Linked DNA regions of Zea mays: all the other regions are linked to region 3. The links are chromatin contacts, called in public Hi-C maps. All regions are on one chromosome and are shown on one strand. The core of a region is the stretch at or near the end of the contact, and the rest is flanking DNA. Distances in the headings are between cores, read along the strand shown. Region 1 holds the start of LOC100283053 (1-aminocyclopropane-1-carboxylate oxidase 1). Region 2 holds the start of LOC100276707. Region 3 holds the start of LOC100194397 (RNA-binding protein).

Region 1 (2,700 bases), core at 136-2,635, 240 kb after region 3:
CGAGGGGGGGTGGGGGCAGCTCCCGCGGTCCTCCGTCACTGCTCCACTGTGAATATCGGTACACATACCCAGCGCGCGAGAACATCACACTATTTCATGTTTGGATGGATGGGTCCATAATCAGTTGCAGCGTAAATCGACCCGATCTCGTAGAACACTTCCTCCCCTCCCCTACTAGCGTAATTGGTTCCCTTAGGCTTTGTTTGGGTACTCTAGTATTGACCTCAATCCACATGTATTGATGTGGATTGGGGTGTAAATTAGTTTAAGTTACATCCCAATCCACCTCAATACAAGTGGATTGAGGTCAATACTAGAGTACCCAAACTAGGTCTTATGTGTCCCGGTGTCCGTAGCCGAACAAACATAGTGGTTTTAGTTCCTCTGGAAACCGTTAGCAAGTTGCGTTACCGTTCCGGTACTTCATGTTGAAAGAAAGAAAAACAACACCTCAATGTTATATTGTCACGAGTGACATCCAATCCTCTGCATAAAAAAACATAATAGCGGTTTTTTACGGTGTAGATGAGAAATTTTGACACGAAATGGGTAAAGTTATGATGTTGTGGCTGTGTCGCTGTTTTCCGCTAACCCGTGGGCGCGTAGGCTCGACCAAAACAACCACACCGTACCTGCGTGCAAGTGAAGGTGCCAGACAGCAACCGGTCCAGTTGGCCCAAATCGATCGCTTTCCATGTCCGTCGTCTATCTCTGCTGGTACTGCCTAGTACCTATATACTAGGATAGGAGGGATTTTCCGTGCCGATCCAGGCATAGCAACGGCACTACTCCGTACTACCAAGCAACGGCATTCATAACAGCGCAACGCAACACCCCCGCAGGATGGAGCAGCGGCGCGTCAGGCTCCGCCGCCCGTGCCGTAGCATGCACCCGATTCAGAGCCCCGTCGTCTTCGTCTGCTTGGCATCGTCGTCGTCGGCTCGTCGCCGCACATGCACTGGGTCCACACGCCAGCATCCACACCACACCGTGCCTGGCCGCCCATTGGATTTGGATCTCCCTCTGTGCTGCCCTTTGTGCTAGATCACATCGGCAGATTCGATGCTTCAGTCTGCAGAATTGAATAATCACCCGCTTTATCAGAGTACCAGGACTGACGCTACCTACGCCGCGTCCGGCCGGCGCGCTGTCTTGTCCACCCGGGCCGGGAAACGGAAACCTGCCATTCCAAACCAAGCAACACGAAACCGCGGGACGAAGTTTCGTTGCTGCTGCTACTCACTCCACTCCAGTCCGGTCCAACTGCTGCAGAATTCCACATGGAATGTGGGCTCCATCCAGCTTCACCCATTTCACCTGCAATGCAAGGTGTGTGTTTTTGGTGCGAATTCCAGTATAAATAGCCAGCTACCCATATACCTTCCTCTCATGCAGCAGCGAACAACACAAATTAAGTAGTGGAGTGTCAGAACTTGGGAGGCACAAATTAAGTACAAAGCAGTCTAATTAATGACGGGCCCGATGGAGATTCCGGTGATCGATCTCGGCGGCCTCAACGGCGGCGGCGAGGAGAGGTCGCGGACCTTGGCGGAGCTCCACGACGCCTGCAAGGACTGGGGCTTCTTCTGGGTAAGCAGAGCACCAACGAATGCTTGCAATTAATATTTGACAACTTCTTTCCATATGCATGCGCGCGGGCGTACGTACGTCATTATGATGCGCCGGCGCCGCTCGCATCCGCATCGCAGGTGGAGAACCACGGCGTGGACGCGCCGCTGATGGACGAGGTCAAGCGCTTCGTCTACGGCCACTACGAGGAGCACCTGGAGGCCAAGTTCTACGCCTCCGCCCTCGCCATGGACCTCGAGGCCGCCACCAGAGGTGACACTGATGAGAAGCCCTCCGACGAGGTGGACTGGGAGTCCACCTACTTCATCCAGCACCACCCCAAGACCAACGTCGCCGACTTCCCAGAGATCACGCCGCCGACACGGTCCGTATATATACTGCTGTGCTGCCTTCGTCGATTCGACCTCAATTAGTTGTTGCCGCACACCCACACACCATGCATGCTTCGTACGCGCTATCATTCTTCATCTTCATGTAACACGCAGAGAGACGCTGGACGCGTACGTCGCGCAGATGGTGTCCCTCGCGGAGCGTCTGGCCGAGTGCATGAGCCTCAACCTGGGCCTCCCCGGGGCCCACGTCGCCGCCACCTTCGCGCCGCCGTTCGTGGGCACCAAGTTCGCCATGTACCCGTCCTGCCCGCGCCCGGAGCTGGTGTGGGGCCTGCGCGCGCACACCGACGCCGGCGGCATCATCCTGCTCCTCCAGGACGACGTCGTGGGCGGCCTCGAGTTCCTCAGGGCCGGCGCCCACTGGGTCCCCGTCGGCCCCACCAAGGGGGGCAGGCTCTTCGTCAACATCGGGGACCAGATCGAGGTCCTCAGCGCCGGCGCCTACCGGAGCGTCCTGCACCGCGTCGCGGCCGGGGACCAGGGCCGCCGCCTGTCCGTGGCCACGTTCTACAACCCTGGCACCGACGCCGTGGTCGCGCCGGCGCCCCGCAGGGATCAGGACGCCGGCGCCGCGGCGTACCCCGGTCCCTACAGGTTCGGGGACTACCTCGACTACTACCAGGGCACCAAGTTCGGCGACAAGGACGCCAGGTTCCAGGCCGTCAAGAAGCTGCTCGGCTAAGCGAACAGCTGCAAGTAGGCAGAGGCAGCTTAGCTC
Region 2 (2,700 bases), core at 148-2,647, 160 kb after region 3:
TGCACGTGTTTACGTGGTGGCGCAACCACCGCAACCACCGCACGAGGACCCACCTGTCAACGAGCGAGACTGCGCCCGAGATGATGTCCTCCTCACCTCACCCTGACATAGGTGCACAACAATTATATTAAGGGAGTGTTTAGTTCTAGGGACTAATTTTTAGTTCCTATATTTTATTTTATTTTAGTTCTAAGATTGCTAAATATAGAAACTAAAACTATTTTAGTTTCTATATTTGACAATTTATAGACTAAATTGAATAAAATGAAGGAACTAAACATTAGTCTCTAAAAACCAAACACCCTTTAAAAGAACACAGAAAACAAAAAATGGAGGCGGTGTGGGCCGCGCCAGCATCAGTGGCGGACCTAGGTTTTTTATATAGGGTGTGCCGTACGAAAAAAAATACAATTCTATATAATATATACATAATTTCATAGTAAAATCATTTTTCACCATCTAGCATACCAACCAGTAGGCAGCAGCTCCAACAGGAATTATAAGCTACAATTTTAATAGCAGCTAATAGGTGAATTTGCTTCCTTATATCAGTCCGTGTGCTCTCAAACGTGGTACACTATACCTGCTCGGTAAGCACACGATATGTTTCTCTCTTGGACTTCAAAAGAATCAACATAGCAAGTGGCGCACGCCATGATAGCTGTCAGGCATGCTGCAGCAGGGCAGCATTGGGCGGGCGCGCAGCAGCTGGTCAGCGCTGGGGCTAGGCGCGCGCGCGGCGTCCTGGCGGCGCTAGGTCTGGGCACAACGTCCTGACGGACGGCGGCTAGAGATGAGAATGCTGGTCGTGCTCGGGCTCGTTAGTGTGAAGGCTGAAGCGGGTATTGGTGGGCCGACTCCGGCTTAGGGTGTGCCGCGGCCCACCTGGACCCCTCTGTGGGTCCGCCCCTGGCCAGCATGGGTGCCGCAAGGTTGGACCGGCGGTGAAGTTTTTTTTGTTTTCTTTTTATTCTAGTAGAGATCTGATCTCAAATTCTAATATAAAGTGAACCCTAATTTTCAAATCAAATGCTACACAACAAGAATCCAGCTTGAGATGCATAAACTTGTTTTGTTTATTATTTGGTAATTATGTTGATCACTTAAGCATGGGGATTTATATGGTGAATAAATAAGAGAACACATACATCAGCTATATTTAATATCTCTATTCATCTAGAATTTTAGGTATTACAACTATAGTATTTTTTGCTCAGCTTTGTTCTTCTGATTTATAGCATTGGAAGGATAAAACTGACAAAAAAAAAACGAACAACAGCAAAACTAAGGACACCACTTAAAAAACCGTATTTTAAACTGTGTATTATCACGAGTAGGATTAAAAAAACTCCCAAACAGGACCTGTTGAACTGTCCTTGCTTCTAAACGGAGTGAGTAGCGATAGTGACGCAGTCGTCTTGCCGCCGCCGTCCCAAACGTCCGCGCGGTCGTCCTCGATCTTCCCGTACCATCCCGACGCGATGGCCGCCGGCGCGAAGCCCGATACCGCCGCGCCCCCGCAAGCGCCTTCGGCGGCGAAGGGGGTCTTCATGCGCCGCATCTTCCCCTTCCTCCTCGCGACGAACGTCTTCATCGGAGGTGAGAGGAAAATAAGTCCCCCTCGACCGATTTCTCCCCTCTACACCCTGTCTTCGACCTCTTATGCCAGTTCTTGCGCTTGCTGCAGTTACATTTGATGGGATTTGGTGCTGTTGGACCAGATCCCTAATGTTCCTCGGCTTCACTTTGTAGATTATGGACCACGAATATTGCGCAGCTGACACTAAGTGCATAGACGCTAGATGTTGTCACAATCACAAATGATTTGCGCTTGTGGTAGTTTTACCCAATGATTGTGCGATTAGATCACATCAGGTTGGTCCTGGTGCTTCTTGCAAAGATATTTCATTTGTCTTGTATAAGTGCTGGGGTTGGTGGCTGGAACTTTGTTCCGTTATCTAAAAAATGCTGGGGTTGGAATTGGATGGCCTGGCATGTCGTGGTTAATTTGTGGATGGTAGAAAACGGAAATAGATTGGTTTATTTATCTTGTGCCATCGACGTCAAACGGAAATAGATATGTTTAGCGCGTAAGATATTTTTTTTCGAAAGGACGGCAAGAGGATTGCCGAATATATTAATAGAAGGAGAAAAAACCAAATACAGGGACTACTGGCCAGCAAGGTACCAACTACAGCCAATTCAAGAAAAAAGAAGAGAGCGAAAAGAAGAGAAAAAAAAAGAAGAAAGAACCACCGCTAGAGAACTCTCTGATCAAAAGAAAGAGAAAGCCGCACTGTATTGTAAGACATCCTCCTTGATTTGATGGGCGACGACAAGTTGATCATTCCCGGAATTTTAAAAAATTCGCCTATTTCTTTCTTTCCAAATATTCCACCAAAAATAGACTACTAGCCCGTCAAATAACCTTCGTCTTGGCTTATCAATTCTGAGTCTACATCTTCTCCACCAAGTATGCAACTGGCCATCATAGTTTAGGTTTGCTAAAGAGTTGAGATTGGTCCAATGTAACAAAGTCCGCCAAATGCTTTTTGAGTAACTACAATCTTTGCACAGGTGACTCGGGGTTTCCGGATCTATGTGACAAAGAGGACAAATAGGGTTGTGATCCCATCCCCTCTTCTGCAAATTGTTAGCTGTGAGGATCTTTTCATGTAGGAGCGTCCACGCGAAAAAACG
Region 3 (2,831 bases), core at 273-2,772:
TAATAGTTCCAAGCAAGCTTTTCTAAATGGAAAAGGAAAGCTAAACAATTGAACTTACTCACAGACATTCGCAACTACAAAGATAACTGCAACCTCATAAATTATATTACCATGTCTAGTCATGTATATATATGTACTGGCATTCCATGTGAGTATTAACCCAAAAAAACAAAACAGTCCCAAGCATGATTTATATCAACGGAAATTTTGAGAAGCGTAGAAATAAATAAACATTGATCACAACCAATACCGCTATGGTTACTTGGTTATAAGTAAATATGGTTTAGAACTATGGCATCGGCACTATTACTGCATAACCACCTGCAAAGATTATTGTGTATATACTAAGGGTAAGGGATCAAACTGGCACACCTACAGAACCAAGGAGGCCGTGTCGACAGCCCAACATTGATATCGACATCTGCATTTGGCTTTGGCTTATCTGCCTTACCCTGTGCACCATTGGATGGTTTGGTCTGTCCCTTAGGACCGTACTTCTCCTGAATGAAAACAAATACAGTACAAATGAGCACTGGATTGAATACTATAATTTGCACATATAACAATAGCCACATATTCTAACATAAGCCTTCATGGTTATAAACCTTCTACTGAAACTACCAATCCTAATATGAAAAGGAACAAATCAACCTGCAGATTCTAACTTCTAGATATAGCTTACCAACAATTGCAAGAAATGACCGTAAGAGTGTCAAGTTTATCCTAAGTCAAACGATGCTAAGTTTGAACAGACTTACAGAAAAGAAAATTAATATTTACGACATCAAATTAGCATCATTGGATATATTATGAGATATTATATATGTCAATACACTTCTCTATAAACATGGTCAACTTAGGGCAAACTTGGATCCCAAATATTTCAAGACAGAGGAAATATCAACAAAAATGAACAGGCATGCATTTCAAACAGTAGCGAAGCAACATTGCCTAGCCACACTAAAGTAGCAACAGGGGAGAAACAAAAAAAAACACCCACAATCCAAAGCAGCAGCAGTTCATAGGCAAGCCGCATGCTCAACATTTCAACAAAAAAACGTCAGATGCATATCGGTTCATTGAAATTGCAGAGACGAACAGTAAATTTCACACCACAGTGAGGATTGAGCAAGGAACTCAGAGAGAGGTGCGGAGGAACTCACGGCCTCGGAGATGCACTGGGTGTGCCCCTGCACGGTGTCGTGGCTGAATAACTCGCCGCAATCGATGCATGACAGCTGCGTCCGCGCAACAAAAACATCAATTAACCACCACGGCGCCAAAGATCGATCCAGAAAGGAACGGGGACATGTCAAGAGAGTCGGTCGCCGCGCCAACCTTGTACGCGGAGCAGGAGCGGAAGTGGCCGGCAAGTTTGGGCTTCTTGAGGTTCTCGCCACAGTCCTCGCATTGGAACCACACCATCGCTGATGCTCCTGAAAGCTTCTGGCGGCAGGAGGACGCCCCTCGCAGACGAAGCTTTGTTCGGGCGCGTATGCAAGCTAGGGTTTTGGCTGAAGGAGGCGACGCCGACAAGCCAGGGGCGCTCGCATTGGGGTTTTTGTGTGTGGCCCTCTCGAGAGTGGCGGAGGGGAAGCCAAAACTGACAGCCTATCATTCACTTGGAGGCCCATATGGCCAATCATTCCTCCTTTCCCTGGGCTTACTACTCCCTAGTCCTAGATTTGATGCAAAGTTTAGGCCTCATAGTTGTTCCCTCGATTTCAAAGAAAAAAGATACATTTGTTCCCTCGGGCCAAAATGTAGAAGAGGAGTAAGTGGACCTAGTGTTAGAAGGCTTCACTGGCTCTCCTATAGTGGCTCTACAATATTTGTTTTAGTGATTGATGAATACTAGTGTGTTACTAATGAATGCTTTAGGATATTCACATAAAATAGTCTCTTTGTAGCCACATGGAGGTTTTTGGCCTCAGAGTTAATATCTAGTATGTCTGCAAGGATATTTGTGAAGATTAACGATATTATTGTAAGGATCTGATCTCGCCTAGAGGGGATGAATAGGCTACCTATAAAAACTGAGCTCCAAAAATGATCAGAACTACAAGCGGCAGTGCCGCTTTGACACCCGGGACTGCCAGACAATTGCAGGGCACTAGCGCACATGCTAACTTGGTCATATTGACTTGAAACTTACTAAGTAACAACTATAACAGGTAAGCAATAGTGAGTAATAACTATAATAGGTAAGCACTCGTTTCTTTGAATATGATGCTCATTCTAAAACTTTAACAAAAATAGTAACAATAATCTAGGATAACAAATTATGTATATGATACCAAACCCTAAATGGTATGAACTGAAATGAGTAAAGTACACTAAATAGTAGGGACACAGCGGAATATGTATGTTTAAGTGAAACTCAAACATGTTGTCGGGAACGTGCCCGGCACTACCGCTTGGTGGGTGGCACTGCCGCGCGAAGTTGAATGCTCAAAACCAGTTGTGCCTGCAAGCAACACTTAAGTATGGACTTGGTATTGTCTAGTGTCAAGTCCACTAAGTATCTGCACTCGTAAATATGCACAACCAAGTATATCTAATGGAAAGCAAGTAATATAATTCAAAATGTAAAAGAGACAAGGCACAAGGATTTATCTCGTGGTAGAGCCGAAGTTCATACTTCATGACAAAAGTTGAAGGAGATGCTCCTCACCAGCTTCCAAGGCTTTCAGTCAAAGCCAATTACTGCACAAGCCTGTTTTAGTGTACCCAGGACCCAGATGAGTACCACTAATCATTCGTCCGAAGATTTCTTTGTCTTTGAGCCCAGACACAAGCAGTCCAGGACGACATTGTCATCGAGACCATAG

Evidence for each region. A called contact is a pair of places that touch in the nucleus more often than the background predicts.
Region 1: a Hi-C map of leaf shows a contact between it and region 3, with 2.5 times the contacts expected there. The contact joins the promoter of LOC100283053 here to the promoter of LOC100194397 in region 3. A contact is called at or near these places in 3 of 25 Hi-C or Micro-C datasets (ear, endosperm and leaf).
Region 2: a Hi-C map of ear shows a contact between it and region 3, with 3 times the contacts expected there. The contact joins the promoter of LOC100276707 here to the promoter of LOC100194397 in region 3. A contact is called at or near these places in 3 of 25 Hi-C or Micro-C datasets (ear, leaf and tassel).

Annotation. Positions count from the first base shown.
Region 1 is chr8:142,564,702-142,567,401 of Zm-B73-REFERENCE-NAM-5.0, forward strand. LOC100283053 (1-aminocyclopropane-1-carboxylate oxidase 1) reads left to right here and starts at 1,386. Exons shown (of 3, transcript NM_001155955.2): 1 at 1,386-1,590; 2 at 1,710-1,954; 3 at 2,076-2,700. The coding sequence starts at 1,471. The coding sequence ends at 2,664.
Region 2 is chr8:142,487,084-142,489,783 of Zm-B73-REFERENCE-NAM-5.0, forward strand. It overlaps LOC100276707, which reads left to right and starts at 1,398. Exons shown (of 2, transcript NM_001150431.1): 1 at 1,398-1,599. The coding sequence starts at 1,482.
Region 3 is chr8:142,324,388-142,327,218 of Zm-B73-REFERENCE-NAM-5.0, forward strand. LOC100194397 (RNA-binding protein) reads right to left here and starts at 1,523. Exons shown (of 6, transcript NM_001139427.1): 1 at 1,339-1,523; 2 at 1,164-1,238; 3 at 373-500. The coding sequence starts at 1,425.